2 separate regions of the Mus musculus genome follow, and region 1 is linked to region 2. A link is a contact called in public HiChIP or PLAC-seq data. All regions are on one chromosome and are shown on one strand. Each heading gives the region's core, a stretch centred on a gene start, on an enhancer-like site or on the middle of the called end of the contact. The rest is flanking DNA. Distances are from core to core; before and after follow the strand shown. Region 1 holds the start of Emp1 (epithelial membrane protein 1). Region 2 holds the start of 2810454H06Rik (RIKEN cDNA 2810454H06 gene).

What was found. HiChIP or PLAC-seq counts read pairs in DNA pulled down with a chosen protein or histone mark.
Region 1: a contact with region 2 is called in a BATF HiChIP or PLAC-seq map of CD8 T cells, with 5 read pairs. The contact joins the promoter of Emp1 here to the promoter of 2810454H06Rik in region 2. A contact is called at or near these places in 2 of 115 datasets of contacts at active chromatin or transcription factors (CD8 T cells and pancreatic cancer cells).

Annotation. Positions count from the first base shown.
Region 1 is chr6:135,360,360-135,365,710 of GRCm38.p6, forward strand. It overlaps Emp1 (epithelial membrane protein 1), which reads left to right and starts at 2,572. Exons shown (of 5, transcript NM_010128.4): 1 at 2,572-2,743.
Region 2 is chr6:134,894,284-134,899,621 of GRCm38.p6, forward strand. It overlaps 2810454H06Rik (RIKEN cDNA 2810454H06 gene), which reads left to right and starts at 3,678. Exons shown (of 1, transcript NR_029441.1): 1 at 3,678-5,338. Gpr19 (G protein-coupled receptor 19) reads right to left here and starts at 3,911. Exons shown (of 4, transcript NM_001362050.1): 1 at 3,549-3,911; 2 at 2,879-2,930. RefSeq lists a cis regulatory region at 3,323-3,858.

The DNA of each region.
Region 1 (5,351 bases), core at 1,322-3,821, 460 kb after region 2:
GGCTACTCACTTATGGCTGCAACTCAGGAGGGAGATCTCTGTGTCCCCTTCACTGCCAGGCAGAAGAAGAAAAACTAGAACTCCCGCTTTGCATCTGCTCTCAGGGCCCCTCCCTCCCTCCCTCCATCAGCCCCAGGTTTCTACTTTTAAAAATGCAACCAGCCCACATTCTTCTCAGCATCTGTCTGCAGACTGGACTTCTGGGCCCTAGCTCTTCTCTACTCTCTGCTGCTGGGAAGAGAGAGAGCTTCAAAGTGGAGGAAGGCATGAAGTTAGGGCCAGAGCTCTGTCAGCTCCGCCCTCAAAGGTCTCCTCTTTCTCCCTGGGGCTGCATTGCAGCCTTGTAGCTCCCAGGGGCCCTAGCCTAGCGCTGGGAGCAAGAGACTGGCCTTTTTCCTCGGAGACAGGGTTTTTAAAAATTATTATTATTATTATTATTAATTATTAGATGGCAGAGGTGGGAGGTGAGGAAAACCATGAGAAACTGATGAGATCTCTGTCATGAAAAATCTGGACAGTTTTACTTTTCCACGGATAGAATCCCAATGTCAGGACCCGTGAAGAGGAAGGATCAAATCAGGTGTGTGTGTGTGTGTGTGTGTGTGTGTTTTCCTCAATCATCTGCTTTAAAAATATCCTCTTCTCTATAAGATTTGGAGAAATACAGACCCATGACCATGCATCACTGAAATTTACTTACAGTCTTTACTACCTAACTTCATCAGCGCTCCGTTGGACTTCGAGCCTCCCACCCCTTTCTGTCTTTCTGTGGAATTTAAATTCCTAGAGGGTGAGGTCCAGTCTACTCTGACCCAGTTTTAGCAGGGCCCAGAGAAGGTTGCTGTACAGTAAATAGGGTTCTGATCAATGACTAAATAATATCACGAGGCCTGCACTGGCCTGGAAGAGAACAGCAACCCCAGTTGCTGGGGTTTGGCAGCCGCAGCGACTCTCTGTATCTTCTCTGAGAGGTCTCTTGTCCGATTTAACAATGTCCTCAGGGAAATATCACTGCAGCTAATATCGAATGACTATTGGCCACAACCTTACAGGCTCTTGTTAGTCATTACTATCTATCTATCTATCTATCTATCTATCTATCTATCTATCTATCTATCTATCTCTCTCTCTCTCTCTCTCTCTCTCTCTATCTATCTATCTATCTATCTATCTATCTATCATTTATCTATCATCTATCTCTCTATCATCTACCTATAATCTATTGTATCTATCTATTATCTATCATCTATCAATCATCTATTATCATCTATCATCAATCTATAATCTATCTATCTATCTATCTATCTATCTATCTATCTACCTATCTATCTATCTATCTCTATTATCTATCCATCTATCACTTATGTACCCCAGGATAGCTTCTAGTTCTCCTTGAACTTATGCTATCCCTTCAACTACCTACCAACTCTCTCTCTCTCTCTCTCTCTCTCTCTCTCTCTCTCTCTCTCTCTCTCTCTCAATAGTGTCTCACTCAGTAGCCCACGCTGACTTGGAACTCACCATGTAGCCCAAGATGACCCTGGACTAAGAGCAATCCTCCTGCCTCAGCTTTTCAAATGTTGAGATCGCAGGCACGACCCACCAAACCTGTTTGATACATGTAATTCTTGCCATCTGTGTGAGCTAGGTGCCTACCATCCCCATTATATACAAGAAGGCAGAAAGAGAGGGCGCTTGCCCAAAGTCACATTGCAGCTAAGGAGAGCTGGGGTTAAATGTAGGCAGTGAGGACCTGAACCTCTTTAGGGAGGTGACCAGGGCTGCGGGATTGGACAACTCTGTAGCACCCCCCCCCCAACTCTGAGACTAAGTGGGGAGTGAGTGGTTCAGGGAAGAAGCTGTGATTGGGTCCCTGGCTGTCTTCACAAAAGCCAACTGTGGAGCAAGGTCCAATGATTATCACATGAAGATCAGAGTGCAAAGTCCTTAATTCGAAGACTTCCTCCTGCAATGCCTACAATCCATAGGGGTGAGAGTTTAACTAAAGGCCCAGGATTATGTGCTGTCAATCAGTGCCTCAACATTTGGAGCTTGCTGGGTGCCTTTCTACTCCATGGGTCTCATCCCACTGCCGCCTACAGGTCAGGGGCACAAGGGTCAGGCAGGGAAGCCAACGAGAAATGAGTCTGATAATTCCTGGTGATGAGCAGCTGCTGCTATGTGCAGTGGGGGAGGAAGAACGGGGGAATCCTGTTTGATGATTAGCCGGGACTTTAATTAACGTGGAACTGCATCTACCAGCTCTCCCCTCCTCCTGACCCTAACCTGTGTTTTGCCCTACGTCCTTGACAACCGAGGCTCCTTCTGGGTAGTAGAACTGGGCTTCGGTAAACAGATCTATTTGTGTGACTCCTCTTACTCATTTGAAGCAATGTCACTCCTTTTTCCACTGTGGTCTGTGTGTCTGAGTCAGAGGGAGCTACAACAGGGTTCTTTGAATTGATGGCTCACTCCCAGCCACATCTGACCGGCTGCCAACTTAGCAGGGCGTAGCTCACCAAGTTTTTTTTTTTTTAAATCCAGACTGATTCATAGAAACTCCTTTAAAACACGGGGAAAAGAAACCGCCCATCACACACCCCAGCACATCAGCCCAGGAAACTTATAACCTCGGGAGTCAGGTCCCTCCCCTCACTGTGGTTGCAAATCTCCTGAAGAGAGGACCAGACCAGCAGCCTGCTCTACCACCCAGGGCATCTGCCTCTCTCACTGGATACTCCAGGTAAGATTGTCCCCACACTGGAGAAACTCTGCAGAGCCCGCTCCTTTCTTTCCTCTCTTAGGCTCCTTGAAGCCCTCCCCTCTCTTCTTGCCTCTGCTATCCCTCTATGGCTCACAAAGAACGGAGTCCTTGAGACTTCTAGCTTAACGTAGTAGTGGAGGAATCTGGGATATCAGTGGGGGCCACATTCTCTTGCTGGTATGTGGATCCTTGCTCCGAGGAGACGGACGGAACGAGAAGGGACTTTGGAACAAACTTGAGTGCAATATTCTTTATGGAAGGAACTCTATGTGCCTTCGAAATGAATTAGCAGGGTTGGAAGATGTTTCCAAATCTTCTGTTTTCATTCAGATTACTTTGAGCTGAAATCTAGAAGGATGCTATGTTACCAAAACGCTCCGGCTTTTCTTTTCTCTCTGCGAAGGCAGGTTAAAGGCAGTCTCTGGGGAGAAAGTTTGTTCTGCTTTGTGGGTTGGTTATTGTTGTTTCTCTTTTACGCTTTTAGGTGACGGTGGATAAATATCTGAGTTTCAGTTAATTTTTGCGATTGCATTTACTGTCTGTCCCCCTCTTGTCTGTTGATGTCTGTTTAAGTATTTCGTTCTTTCTCTTGTTTTCCTCCACCCCCTTCTCACAGGAAGGGAAGAGGGGATTGGTTTGTTTAAAGAAAAACCGTTAGGGAAACAGAGGCAAAGGGTGTTTCAAATAAACCTTGGGAGGGGTTGATTTGGTGGAATGTGTGGGTTCCAGAATCCTTAGCCAGATGTGGAGGTGGAGGAAGGAGGCAGAGGGGAGAGGGTGGGGCTGGGGGCCTTCGGGGATTCCTGTAAGGTTGCTGAATGGCTCTGTGCTTCCACCCAGGCTTCTGCATTCTGGAGCCAACTTAGGAAAAAAAAAAAGATCTTTCAGAATCTATTAAAGGATTTTTTTTTCTAAGTGGACATGGAATTTTCTAGTGTGGCAGTGGTCATATGGGAATATTTACCTTATTTCTTTTGTGTAAAATATTATATAACTACAAACCCACGTGCTAAGTGCAAAAAGAACAAAGGCACTCGGCTGTGTTTGCTTTTGTTTTTATTAGCTTAGCATTTTGGTCGAATGTCTGTGGAGGTGTGGTTCATTTCAACACAGATGTGGGTTTTTTTTTTCTCCTCTCGTAAACAAGCCAGAGGAGAGTGACAGGATTCAGCTTGCCTGATGAAGAGCGAGGCGCCTTTCTCTTTAGAAATGCAGCTCGCTGGTTGGAAGAGAAAATTTAAAAGTAATTGGTGGGTGTGTATCCATTGATCCTTCAGAAATCTCTGCAAAGCCTTTCCCCAAGGAGGGGGTGATGAGTAAGCCCTGGGACCCATTTCTCAAGACTGAGTTTGCTTCCAATGTTTATCACTTCCAGATTGCATGACTGTGAACTGGGGAAGCCGTCTTCGTTAGGTCCACAGCCACAGTTTCCTGTGAAGATCACATGTGTGATTGTGTGTCATTCTGATCTGGTTGAAACTAGGCAACCTTAAACAAGTCAGCAAAAAGGGAACACTAGAGGGAGGGGTAAACTGCCACCAACTCCATGAGCCATGGAGCTGTCTCAAACTCCACTGTCCCTTGATAAATGAGAATATAATGCTTTGTGTGCTACCCCCTCCCTGCCCCCATTCCCTATGGAGTTGGAAGACAATTTTAAAAAAAATGATGCTCTGACTTTTTGCCTCCAAGTAGTGGGAGAGCCCCTGGGCTGTGTGTGAACCTTTCTGGGCGTCTTCAGCTCTAAGTCTTTGGTTGTCCTGGAAAAAGAGGCCATTACCACCCCCTCCCAAATCATAGCCTCCCATCCTTAGGCCGCTCCAGTTTCATCCAGAGACTGCAGAATGGGGTGGAGGCAGAACACTGTCCAGGGCTGCTGGACATCCGGTTTGGCATCCTTGCCAGAGAGCCCCCAGATTTTACATTGTTCCAGGGTTCTAAACTGTCCTGGGAGTTGGCAGAAGATCAGCAAGGTCCAGCTGGAGACGATCATGTCCTGAGACTGTGGCTACGGGCCAGTAGTAAGGGCAGCCCTTTGCCAGAGGACAGATGTCTGTCCCCAGACCTTGAGAAAGGTTGGCTGGCTTTCTCAGCAGTCTTTGCTTTCCTCTGGAAACAAGATTAGGCCGGTCTCCAGCCCGGAGGAAAGAGTCTGTGGAAGCTGTTGGGAATACAGGGCCTCTTGCCTGGTTCTAGACAGCTTTGGGACCAAAGAGCAGGAAAGCCAAGCCCATTTCTGTTATGGAAAAATGGATTTTCTGTAGCCTCCACACAACCTGAAGGGGTCTCCACCTGGGATGTGGCCAAGGGTTCCTTCCTTATTCTTCTTCATTGCTTTTTATAGAATCTTAAATTTAGATGTTGGACATGGTAGTTCATACCTGTAATCCCAGGATTTAGGGAGCTGAGGCAGGAGATTGCTAAAGGTTCAAGGCTAGCCTGAGGCCAACCAGTGAAACTTGGTCTCAAGAACAAACCAACGACGAGAGAGAGAGAGAGAGAGAGAGAGAGAGAGAGAGAGAGAGAGAGAGAGAGAGAGATGAAAAAAGAAAAGAAAAGAAGGTAATCTTATTATCTTACCATATGC
Region 2 (5,338 bases), core at 2,428-4,927:
TTAGTCATAGTGTCCAACAATGGTGTTTTCAACTGTGACTACAAGTCAGAGTTGTGGTACTATCAAACAGTTTGTGTGTAAGAAGGTAAAGTCCCTGGGGCTGAGGCATGTAGCTTGCTTTGAACAGTACCTACCTACTTACCTAGGTAGGACGTATGTACAAAACACTAGGTTTGATCTCCAGAACATGACAAACTTTGTGTGACAGCACATATCTATGATTCTAACACTTAGGGCGTGAAGGCAGGTGAGACAGCTGCTCAGAGGCTAGCCTAGGATACATGGGATCTTGTGTCCAAAATCACACAAGAGAAGAAAAAAAGAAAAATTTCTCTCCCAGACATTCCCTACTCCCAAGTGATGTTGTTTTCATTGAAAGGCTATGAAAGTAGGCTTAAACCCTACTTTTCCCATATGTCAGTAACAACAAAACCATCAGTGTGGTCAGATGAATCTCATACCTTTGACAGGCTTCGGGAAGCCTTCATAATCAATGCCTGCTTTAAAAAAGAAAAAAAAAAGGCATTCCCACCTGCCCTCCCAGGAGAGACCACCCATGTGCAAACACTTTAATCATGCCTTCCCCAGGCAGAGGAGCAGAAGAGCTCCAGGTGGCAAAGAAACCAAGACATCTTTTTGTTACCTGAGCTAGATCAAAGGGCCAGTTTGGGAGGTTCAAAGTCTGCCATCCAGCCAATTCCGTGTGTTCCTGGCATCCACAGTAATGACGACACTAACTGCTCCCAAGTTAGTATGCTTATTTCAGCGCTTCCCCTCCAGAATCTATGTCACTGTGCCCGACTCGCCTGCTCATCTCAAGCCATTGCTTTATTCCTCAGAATCCCTTCAAATAGATAACTGTGCAGAGCAGAGGGGCTTAAGCCTTAGCTCTAGCTTCTTCTCATTTTCTTCAGAAACTCTTTAAGCAGGAGTTCTCAACTGTAGCAATAGTAGTAATAGTAGCTTAAAAAGACTGATGGAGGGTGGGCATGGTAGTGCACACCTTTAATTTCAGCACAGACACATCAATAATAAAGTGTAAAGACAGAACAACTAGGACAGAGACCAATGTCTCATGCATTCCTGCCTGTCCCACAAGGACTCGTTCACATGTATGCTTGATTCCCTACAAAATGGGACCCACTGAAAGATAGTGTCTAGAGCTGCAGAGATGACACAGATGCAGGTCTGTGTGCTGACAAGAAAATCTCTGTGACTCTGTGAGTTCTTGGTCAGCCTGGTCTACTTAAGAGAGACCCTGTCTCAAAAAAACAAGGAAACAAAAAAACCTGATGGGCCAAAGAGATGGCTCAACAGATAAAGGCTCTTTCTGCTCCAGAAAGCAAGCCCAAGAGGCTGAATTCTGTCCTAGCACCCTCAGAGAGACATCTGTAACTCAGGAGATTCCACGTCCTCTTCTGGCCTCTCAGAGCACCAAGAACACAAGTGGTGCACAAACATATGATGCAGGCAAGAATACCACCAAGGTAAAATGAAGTCACTGTTAAAAAGATACCCTCATCCTTATTCTCCTTTTACTGTAATCCTTACTTATAAATGAAGAAATGAGATGTCATAAGGTGTAACCGGCAGATCCAAAGGTCACACCTCAGGGCTCTGATCCCCAATTCTAAACAGTACCTATGACATTACACTTAGATGACGGATGACCCCAATCCCCCAAACCAAATATTTAGATGTCAACCCAGAAGTCCTATTATATTGTACCCATGTTTCCCCTTCATTTTCCTGTGGATTCAGCACAAACAACCCACACAACAGAATACAATCAGCCAAAATACAGTGCTTTACAGGGAACTGTCTGAGAGGGTCTGGTTCTGTCTTCCCTCGTTCCTTCCTCTCTCCATCCCCTCCCCAGGCTATGTCCCAGATAGGTTCAAGCAGTCCTCCTGGCTCATCCCTGGGTAGCTAGGGCTATAGGTGTATGATCCTATACCTGGTTTCCAAGGGCTTTCCTCTAAACATAGCGCCTTCTCCATCACTGCCAGCTTTAATCCTAAGACCTTCCATTCTTTGTTTTCTTACAAAGGAAGCTATATTGCTACTCTGTTGTTAGGACTAGTCAAATTATATATCCCGTCAATCTTCCTGCATTTTCTTTATAAAGCACACAAAGGATCAAAATATATCCAGAACTGTACCCAACACACACTTGGGAGTGTCAGCTATTCAGAAAGTTGAGATAAGAGACTAGATTTTTTTAGTCCATTTAGGCATATCTGATCAATACAGTGAGGTAACTCTTTCACACAGGCAGAGAGAGAGAGAGAGAGAGAGAGAGAGAGAGAGAGAGAGAGAGAAAGAGAGAGAGAGAGAGGAGTCAACCCCCCACATCCATGGGTTTCACATCCTCACATTCAGCCAAAAGCAGATATAAAAATAGAGAAGATAAATTTGCATCTGTACTGAATGCTTTTCTTGCCATTACTCCCTATACAATATAGTACAGGAGCTATTTACATAGCATTTACATCGATGTACATATCACAAATAATCTAGAGATTGTTTAAACTTTACAGAAAGATGTACAAGGGTCATATGCAAATAGTATACCTCATTACGCAGGGGACTTGAGCATCATGCATTGCGGGACTTGTGCAAGGTCCTGCAAACAATCTCCAGGGACAGTAAAAATGACAATACTGTCTGTACTATATAGCACTGCTCCCAATATTAGAGTGAATCCTAAGATCTACACAACTGGAAGGCTATAGATTAGAAATCTATAATCTTGTAATGAGCCAGTGACTCATCTGAGTGACTTGTTAGCCAAATTTCATTCCGGCTGAACCGTGAAGTTGGTGGGAGAGGCCAGGCATTCTATTGGAAAGAGGACACTTCAGTTGCCGGATGGTACCTCAGAGTCGTGATAGGGCAAAAATCCAGTTTGTGCAGGTGTTCCACGTCCCCTGAGAGAGAAAAGAGGCCAAATCAGTCAGAGCGGTCCACACTTGCAACATCCTAAGACTCCAGATTATCTGTTTTACCCCGCCCCAACCTCAGCTCTTGCCTGCGACAACTTTAAAAAATGTTTCTGTTGCACTCAAAGACATCCCCATTTCACTTCGCTATCGTAGACTAAATATGCGGCACTGCTGCCTACTTGCTTATAAATATGCGTAAATATTTTAAGCTAAACTTCCTCTACTGCTCTAATTCCTCCTAGCCTCATCTCTCAAGCCTTCATTGGCTCCTTCCATTTTTAAAACTTCTCATCTTCATATCACTGTGTTAGCCCGGTCCACATTCACAGCCTCTCAGAATCTTCGGGGGTGGGGGGGGGGAAGTCCCGTTCGTTCCCCAGATTTATCCTTTTATGCCAGTTAGCTCGCGTGCCACACAACGAAATCGCAACATCTTTTAAAAACCGCGAGGGGTTCTCTTCCCACTCTGACTCTTGGATTCGCGGAGACCTCATGACCCATACGAGAACAGAAGAATGGGGGGGGCGAGTTACAGTCAAGTGGAATTTTGACCGAAAAATCCCTAAGGACGTGCCGCAGTGGGCGTGAATCCCCGGCTCCGACCTGACTGACATCCCTCGGGGGCCGACGGGGCCACCTGTGACCAAGCAGGAAGTTCTGAACGGTTTGCGCGCCAAAAAGCCCAGCGCATGCGCACACAGCCACGGGCGGGGCGGGGGCGGAGTCCCGGCTGGCACAGGATCTCGCGTTGTCTGGGGAAAGAGGCACAGAGGTCTTTACGGTGGCGTTGTGGGAACCGCCCACCACCTCTCCTTTAAATCTTCTTTCTTTCTTCTTTTTTTTCTCTGTCTTTTCTCTGTCCTCTCAGCCTCAGTGTAGACAGTGAGCGAAAGAGCTCAAGGCCGGCAGCTCTGTGGAAGAGTTATGGCTGCCATGGTCGCGCAGCCGGTGCCTCAGAGTGAGAGTAGCAGAAGCCACACCGTCGATCGTCTTAAGATGCTAGGGTTTGCTTTGGCCTTCCCCCTTTTTTATGATGCTATGCAAACCAAAAAACAAAAAACAAAACAAAAAAAAAATCACCTTGGCGCACGGCGCCTGCGCAGTGCTTGTTTACCGCGGGCCGAGCGCAGGCCCCTTCCCTCCGCCCAGATCCTGCGCCTGCGCCTGCGCGGCTGACGTGGATTTCTCCGGGAAAACCGCGCCTCCTAGTCCCGGGACTAGGGAGCGAGCAGCCGAGTGTGCCGTGGGAATCTCGGAGCCCTGAAATGAGAACCACAACGCCCAGAGTCGGTGTCGCGGCAGGATCGTGAGCACAGATGACCCAGGTGCTGTGCACGCCACCGTCGCTGAAGTGAGCAGCGGAGCGTGAGAGCGAAGACCGGCGGCGCTGACGCCTCAAAGGATGGACTTTGTTTAGCAAAGATGCAAATAAGCCTGACCCTAAGGCCGCCGGAGTTCGAGCAATTCCTGACTGGGCTAAGACTGTTCTTGAAGGCGACTCAGAAAGGCGGCCATGCAAATTTTGAAACTAGAAAGAGCTGACACTAGAAGCAGTAGCCCTTTAAAGCAGAAGCCAGTTAGTTCATAAGAGTCTGAATGTCCCTTCAAAGTCCGCTCTAAATAGACTCAGACAGTGCTCATAAAATATTATCTGATAAGCATAGATTATTTTAGATATGGTTATCCATTTGCAAGTAGAGGCAAACTGATTTGTGAAGGAATTTCTATTGATAGATTCCAGTACGTTCAAAAAAAATTAATAACTGGCAACTTAGCTAAGCCTGAGCATTTTTCTAGTTTTCAAAACAATGGAATTTATTTGGCAATTTTATTAGACCCTATTTTTTGACCGGTGAGATTGAAGTCTTTAGATTTGTAACATTTTTCTACCAGAAAAAGTGAGATTTTAACCAGTAAGAAGGGGGAAATGTATGTATGTGAACAGAAGAGGTCAGAACTTGAAGACTTGTCATGCTTCCAACATTTGTCTCAAGAGAAGCTATCATCTCACCTCGGATTTTTTTTTTTATGTTCAATATAATAGTAAAATTTAGCATACTTTGAACATTTTTTTTCCTATACAATCTGGGTATGGTGGTACATTGAAGAAGAAAAAAAATGGGGTTTGTAGATCAGTTGGTAGGCTCCTTGCCTAAAAGCCACGGATTTATGCAGAACTGAGTAAAATGGGACTTGGTGGTAGACCTATAGAGGCAGGATCAGAAGTTCAGGGCAATCCCCACGTATGGAGTCATAAACCAGCCTGGGCTACATGAAACGCTGTTTTAAACAAAGAAACAGGTTCTCTATTATAGATAAGAACAATAGCTTACTTGAGGTAGAATGATAACCAGTTTTCCACACCTATATTGACCTGACATTTCCTTCATAAG